Regions from separate parts of the Zea mays genome. Here region 1 is linked to region 2. The links are chromatin contacts, called in public Hi-C maps. All regions are on one chromosome and are shown on one strand. Each heading gives the region's core, a stretch centred on a gene start, on an enhancer-like site or on the middle of the called end of the contact. The rest is flanking DNA. Distances are from core to core; before and after follow the strand shown.

What was found. A called contact is a pair of places that touch in the nucleus more often than the background predicts.
Region 1: a Hi-C map of ear shows a contact between it and region 2, with 5 times the contacts expected there. The contact joins the promoter of LOC100192706 here to the enhancer-like site in region 2. A contact is called at or near these places in 2 of 25 Hi-C or Micro-C datasets (ear and tassel).

The regions. Positions count from the first base shown.
Region 1 is chr10:29,668,492-29,672,016 of Zm-B73-REFERENCE-NAM-5.0, forward strand. LOC100192706 reads left to right here and starts at 1,649. Exons shown (of 1, transcript NM_001348751.1): 1 at 1,649-2,993. The coding sequence starts at 1,716. The coding sequence ends at 2,867.
Region 2 is chr10:29,267,652-29,271,012 of Zm-B73-REFERENCE-NAM-5.0, forward strand. No RefSeq gene overlaps it. Among protein-coding and RNA genes, the nearest start is that of LOC100857076, 210 kb to the left of the region's middle. Within about 2 kb of position 2,005, at least 17 of the 20 cell types and tissues checked have an H3K27ac peak or open chromatin away from gene starts, as enhancers often do. A contact at or near this core is called in ear and tassel, where this site is marked.

The sequences.
Region 1 (3,525 bases), core at 399-2,898, 400 kb after region 2:
AAATTTAGCGAAAATATATGGAAGCGCTCTCCAATGTTTGTTAGAGATCGTAAGGCACATGTTTGTTATGATATATTCGGAAAAAAGTTGTACAACAAAGAATTTAAAACAATAGATCACTTTAAAACTAAAAATAGTGTTTTTATGATATTGAGGGCATTGTATTGGCACAAGAGGATATTAGAGTACAACTAGTGGATGGAAACATTATTGGACAAGCAAATGACCTTTTGTGGTACCAAATTTCCAATAATTCTCACTATTCAAGGCATACCTAGACGATGTTTATGTCCTCTAAAGTAAAATGCCACACATCATTATGTCACATCGTTTCTTAAAAATAAAGACCATGGAAAATTTAACCAAATTATGTGAGAGAACTATCAAAGCATAAGGTAAGGTTGTAATTTATCTTTTTGCCACCATACGATTGCAAAACAAAGTTCGAATATACAGAATTCCAAACAATATATCACCTTTTAAACCACAAATGACGTTTCTCCGATGTCGAGTGCATGTTATTCGTACGAGAGGGTGTTATTACTGGTGGAGGATGAAAAAGTTACAGGGTATGCTAAAGATTTTTTGTGATATCAAGTCACAAATAATCCTATGCTGAAGGTATACATATACAATGTTTATGTCAAGTCGGGTAGAACAGTGCACAATGTTTTGTCATCCCTTGCAAAAAAAATGAATCCCTTGCAAAATTTATCATAAATGTATGGATGAACTCTGCAATGTTTGTTAAAGATCGTAAGGCAAATGTTTATCATGATATATTTGGAAAAAAAAATTGTACAACAAAGAATCTAAAACTAAAAATAGTATTTCTTTGACATTGAGGGCATTGTATTCGCACGAGAGAAATTATAGTATAACTATTTGATGGATACATTATTGGGCGAGCTAATGACCTTTTGTGATAAGTTTTTAATAATTCTCTCAATTCAAGACGTATCTAGACTATGTTTGTATCTATTCAAGTAAAACAACAAAAATCATTATGCCACATTGTTTAAAAAAATAAAGACAATAAAAATTTTAGTCAAATTGCATGAGAGAACTATCCAAAGATATATTAAATTTGTAAGATACCTTTTTGCAACCGTACAGTTAAAAAGTTAAAATGTAAAATAATAATAATAATAAATTATTTAAATGATAAATGATGCTTATCTAATGTTAAGAGTATTTTATTCGTATGAGAGAGTAATGCACGTCACCTGTTATGCCTCCTACGCTGGACCCGGCTTAGGCCCTGTTTGGTTTGGTATGACTAAAGTTTAGTGACTAAAGTTTGGTTATTTTTAGTCCATAAAGAATCAAACATGATGACTAAAATTAATGACTAAACTTTAGTTCTTTAGTCACCAAGGGATAACTAAAAGGGACTAAAGTAGTATTTTTACCTTATTTGCCCTCTTTACTTTCTTCTTATAGCAAACATTCATTAATTAATAATGGTAAAACAGTCATTATTCACAGCAATTAATGCTCTTTAGTCCGGTTTAGTCATTGAAAACAAACGGAACACTTTAGCGACTAAACTTTAGTCACTAAAATTTATAGTCTAATGACTAAAGGAACCAAACAGAACAGGTCATTAGTCCGAGGCTCCAAGCTGTGCCGACAAAGTGATGAATCACCCAAACAACCACACTGACATCTCATCTTGATCCATCCAGCTTTGCCTCGATCGCCGGCCGGTAGCCATGTCCCCCACGGAAGAAGCCGCTGGTGGTGGTGGCGACGACTATGACCGCTTGAGCGAGCTGAAGGCGTTCGACGACAGCAAGGCCGGCGTCAAGGGCCTCGTGGACGCTGGCGTCACGACCATCCCTGCCATCTTCCGCGGCCATCTCCTTCAGGAAGGGCCGAAGGTATCGTCCTCTAGCAGTAGCAGCAGTACTAGTCTTAGCATTATCCCGGTCATCGACCTCTCGGCGGCGGACGCAGTCGCACGGGAGGAGGTGGTCGCCCAGTTGAAGGCTGCAGCCGAGACGGTGGGGTTCTTCCAGCTGGTGAACCACGGCGTTCCCAGCGAGCTCCTGTGCGAGATGCTGCCGTCGGTGAGGCGGTTCAACGAGGAGCCCCACGAGGTGAAGCGGCCCTACTACACGCGGGACGCACGTCGCAAGGTGCGGTTCAACTCCAACTTCGATCTGTTCCAGTCGCCGGCGGCCAACTGGCGCGACACGCTCTTCTGCGAGGCAGCGCCGGAGCCGCCGCGGGCGGAGGAGCTGCCGGTCGCCGTCAGGCACGTGATGCTGGAGTACGGCGGCGCGGTGCGGGAGGTGGCGGCGCGCGTGCTGGGGCTGCTCTCGGAGGCCCTGGGGCTGAGCCCCGGGCACCTCGCAGGGATGGGGTGCGCGGAGGGCCTCAGCCTGGTGTGCAACTACTACCCGCCGTGCCCGGAACCGGACCTCACCCTGGGCTGCAGCAGGCACTCGGACCCCAGCTTCCTGACCGTGCTGCTGCAGGACTCGCATGCGCAGGGCGGCCTGCAGGCGCTCCTCGCATCCAGGTGGCTGGACGTGCCTCCGGTGGCCGGCGCGCTCCTGGTGAACGTCGGAGACCTTCTCCAGCTGGTCAGCAACGGGCGGTTCAAGAGCGTGGAGCACCGGGTGGTGGCTAACCGGAGCAGGGACACGGCGAGAGTGTCAGTGGCGTGCTTCTGCAACGCGGACATCGCGAGATCCACGAGGCTGTATGGACCCATCGCGGAGCTCATCGCCGCGGACGACAGCGACGGCGCGGGAAGGGCGCTGTACAGGAACGTGACGGTCCCGGAGTTCCTAGCGCACTACGACAAGAAAGGCCTCGACGGTCGCCCGGCGCTCCACCGCTTCCAGCTGCTTCAATAATTTTACATCACATCAGTCCTGACTCTGGTGATATCATGTCAGTATGTCACTGTGGGCTACTCCGGTACTCTAATACAGTTATGGATGGATCAGATCAATACTAATCTCTGGTAATTTTTTTTAAGGATCTAGAGGAGTCGAAGCCCCTATAGCTTAAATTAAGAACTTAAAGAAAGAGTTAAGGTCTTAAGGATATACAGATTCAAGAAACAAAAAAAAAAGCTCCAGGCAGTAAACTAGAACAGATTGTTTTTAGTCATAAATCAAAAGAGGTTGAAAGCCTTGGCTTCATAGTCCACCCGGTGGATTGAGAGAGATTAAATCTCTTTCTATTTAATTTTAAATAGAAAGGGATTTAATCCTCTTAATCCCCTCTAACCAAACAAACAAGCACGGAGCAGCAGTATCTCTTTGAAGAGCGATTTACAGTCCCAGTTCAGCTGCCTCCTTTGAAGATTGAATCATTTCTTGTTGTCTAGATCGCTCAACACATAAGAACTAGTGTATTCAGACTGAAACTGGTCCCTCAGAGCTGCAGTGACCAATGCGAAAGTAACTTGCACTGAGGCGTCTAAGTTCAACAAACTCCAGCAAGATCTTGCAAAAGAGCAGTTAAGAAACAGATGTTCTGAAGATTCCCCTATGGCAAGATGACAAA
Region 2 (3,361 bases), core at 755-3,254:
TGATTGTTCGAGCCGCTCATGACCGTGAACACGGCTGATATACCAGTTTTACACTCTGCAGAGGTTGCACATCTTTACCCACAAGTCGTGTTACCCATTTGTCACGGGGTTGTATAGACCCCATACACCTCTACCAAGGAAGCGAGGCAGGGTAGCACTATGAGGCCTTTCCAAAGTTCCACTAGTTCGAGAAAACCCGCTACGGATTTAGGAAGAAGGAAGCATAGGAATCTGTCGTCCGAAAAGCTTACAGATAGTTCGACCCGAGGACCTCCCTATACTCTACAACGGCGCCTCCCCGCTTGCCCCTAACCGAGTAAGGTAATCTCTCCCTAGCTTTCCTAATTACTTGGCCAAGGGCGTACCATTCCACCCTTATGGTAGCACTGTTGTCCCGGGTGGTTCTCCATGTTCCAGTTAACAATATGATCTTATCATGAACAATAATTAAACAGCAACATAATTGGAACATGATCATAATAAAACATTAGTTTCCCAAGACCAGGTAGAGCAATAGCAAATCTACCCAATAATTCATCTATTTGCAAGGTGGGGATAAACAATACTATGGAAACCTATTAGGTCCCGTCGAATTAACCTGAGCATGTCACAATGATTAACAACGAACATTATTAGGTAAAAGGAGTGATCAAGGGCACAACTTGCATTAGACTTGAGATCTCAGGTACTAGGATGATCTTTCGATTCTCGTGGCCTCGCTGCTATTCGTAGCAATTCAAACCAACATGGTATAGGAAAAATTAACATCACACCAAACATAAGCACAAACTGCATATTAATATTCGCATCGTAACGAGATTCTCGAGAACCACTAAATTCGGAGTTACTGTGATTAAGTTATGATTTTCCGAAGATTTAAGTGTATATTATAAAACAAATGAGGTACAAGATTTTAACCACAGGTTTTATGGTAATACATGGTTACTAGATGATGAAGAATATTACTAGAGATTAATGCAATTGGAATGGGTCAAAAAGAGTCAAAATGAATTACTTATGAATTAAACAAATATCTGGAATTATTTCTATACTAAAAATTATTTTCTGTATTAATTCATCTCATTTATTCACTATATGGGCTGCGGGCACTAATCTGGAGTTTCCCAGGGTCTATTCTACAAAATTCAGGGCCACAGCGCAATGGTCTTATCAATATTCCGGACTGCAGGTTCATTTCAACAACCAACGACTGCGAATAGATATGTTCGTGTGCTAATCAGAGCCGCTCCATGTGAGATCGACGCCCACCGGCAGGAGTTCATCAGGACCGATCAACACCCAATCTATGGCCGCGATATAATGAGCGAATCGGTATGAGGCCCTTCTAATCTCAGCCCTACGCCAGACGATCAACGGCTAGGAGCTTATCTTCCTCCCCCAGCCAGAATGCGAACTGCACGCCGCCCAAACCCCTCACAACGGCGGACATGACAGGAGCCCCCCCGGGGTCGACCCTACGGCCCTACCTCGCCCTAACCTCTAGTTGAACGGCCCTACGTACAGCGAAGACGGCAACCAGAGAAGATACCCACCCCATGACGGCGTTCTACCCGGCTCACGACGGAAGGCGGATCTGCGATGGAGGAGAGCACCAACGACGAATTCCGGCCCGTACAGGCCGAGTTCTTGGCCGATGATGCCACGCCCGTATTCCTTGGTCGATGGCGAAGCTCCAGGTATAATTCCCAAGCTTCGTACGCCGACGCGTTTGAGCTTCTTGTGTGGCGGTCATGGCAACCCCCGGTTTTATAATGCTAGGGTAGAGCCCACGTGGGGCGTTCGGCTGGGTCAAATCCACATTCACCGTGCGGTCGTCGTGATCCTATTGCGCCAGCAATGATGGATTGGAAGGAGAGGTGCCAAACAAACCCCAACCGAGACTCGCGCAGCGGCATTCTCGCGCGCCGGTACACCTAAGGAAGAAACTGTTGACCACCGGGGTCCGCGTGACAGCCAGACGGCACCGCGCGCAAAGTGACCGACGTCTGGGCCCCACAAGGCAGTGTCGGGCGCGCCACGGCTGGGAAGTGGCCGTGTTTGGGCCCGCAGGCGCGCACGCTAGCCAACGGTTGGTGGGCTGAAAGTTGGAGAAGCGGCCCAAGTGGCTTCCTTTTCTTTTTCTTTTTCTTTTTCTTTTCCCCTTTCTATTCTCTATTTTCTATCTCAATTTCGAATTTAAATTTGATTCTGGTTTTGAATTTTCAAATTTAAGTAAAATACTCATTCAAAAACCCCAATGATGCAAGAGGTATATTTATATTAATTACTTTACTCATTTTCTTACACACTTGTTGTAACTATGCAAAACACACATATTATTTGTTAGTAAAACATTATTTTGAATGTGTAGTTATATTACAAGTATATTCACAAGTTCATATCCATTTGTTTTGATAGAAAACATTTTCCAATGCCCAATTTTTATTAGTATATGATTTAGCAAATATTATTCTATTATGTTTATTTACTCTAGAAAGGGTGAATTCTAAAGTTCAATTATTCATCAAGGGTACTTATTTTGATTGTTTTTTTTTCTCCAACGGATTTCCTTAAGTCACAAGTTAAGTTTTTGGGTATTACAAAGATCCCCCTTCGTATCCTCGTATTTCTAAACGTGCTCCTTTACTTTCTGTTTCCTCAGGTAAACCACCATACATTGATGGTGAAGATTATTTTATGTGGAGTGATTAAATGAGGCACCATCTGTTGAGGGTCTTATCTCTGCCGATGGTCCTCAAGACAAAGACATCATCGGAAAAGTGATTTTGAGGACTCTCTCTCTCTCTACCGAAGGTCCTCGAGACGAATATCTTGTCTGGAAGCAACGACGGCGATTACCGAAGCTACCACCGAAGAACGACAACTTTGGCTTAGCCCAAGCCGAGGAGGAAAAGGCTAGCTACTCCCTAGTGATTTATGTTACAATTACGAACAAATGTTAAGGTTATAAATGTACTTTTACCCAGGTTGCGTCACGTGCCTATAAATAGGTGAACAGTAGCCTCGTACTGTTCACGCTGAATTGTAATAGCTCTCGCATCTACACCTTCGAACAAGATGAAGGTATTAATGTAATATAAATTTGGTTAATGTTCAGATGCGTATTATGAAATACATATGCGTTAGAACCAATAGATTATATTCATTATTTTTATATAGATATTTATCTTCATAAATCATTAAGGCATGTCCTTCATGACCTTTGTATGAAGACTATTATATCCGAAAGGAGATAATACTTCGGAGGACGAAGGTCTTTAATCCTTAACAATTGTGTTGCCTTGTTCTTGATTCATAGCATTTGAGAACATGTAACCAACACCATCTAACCTCACTCCAT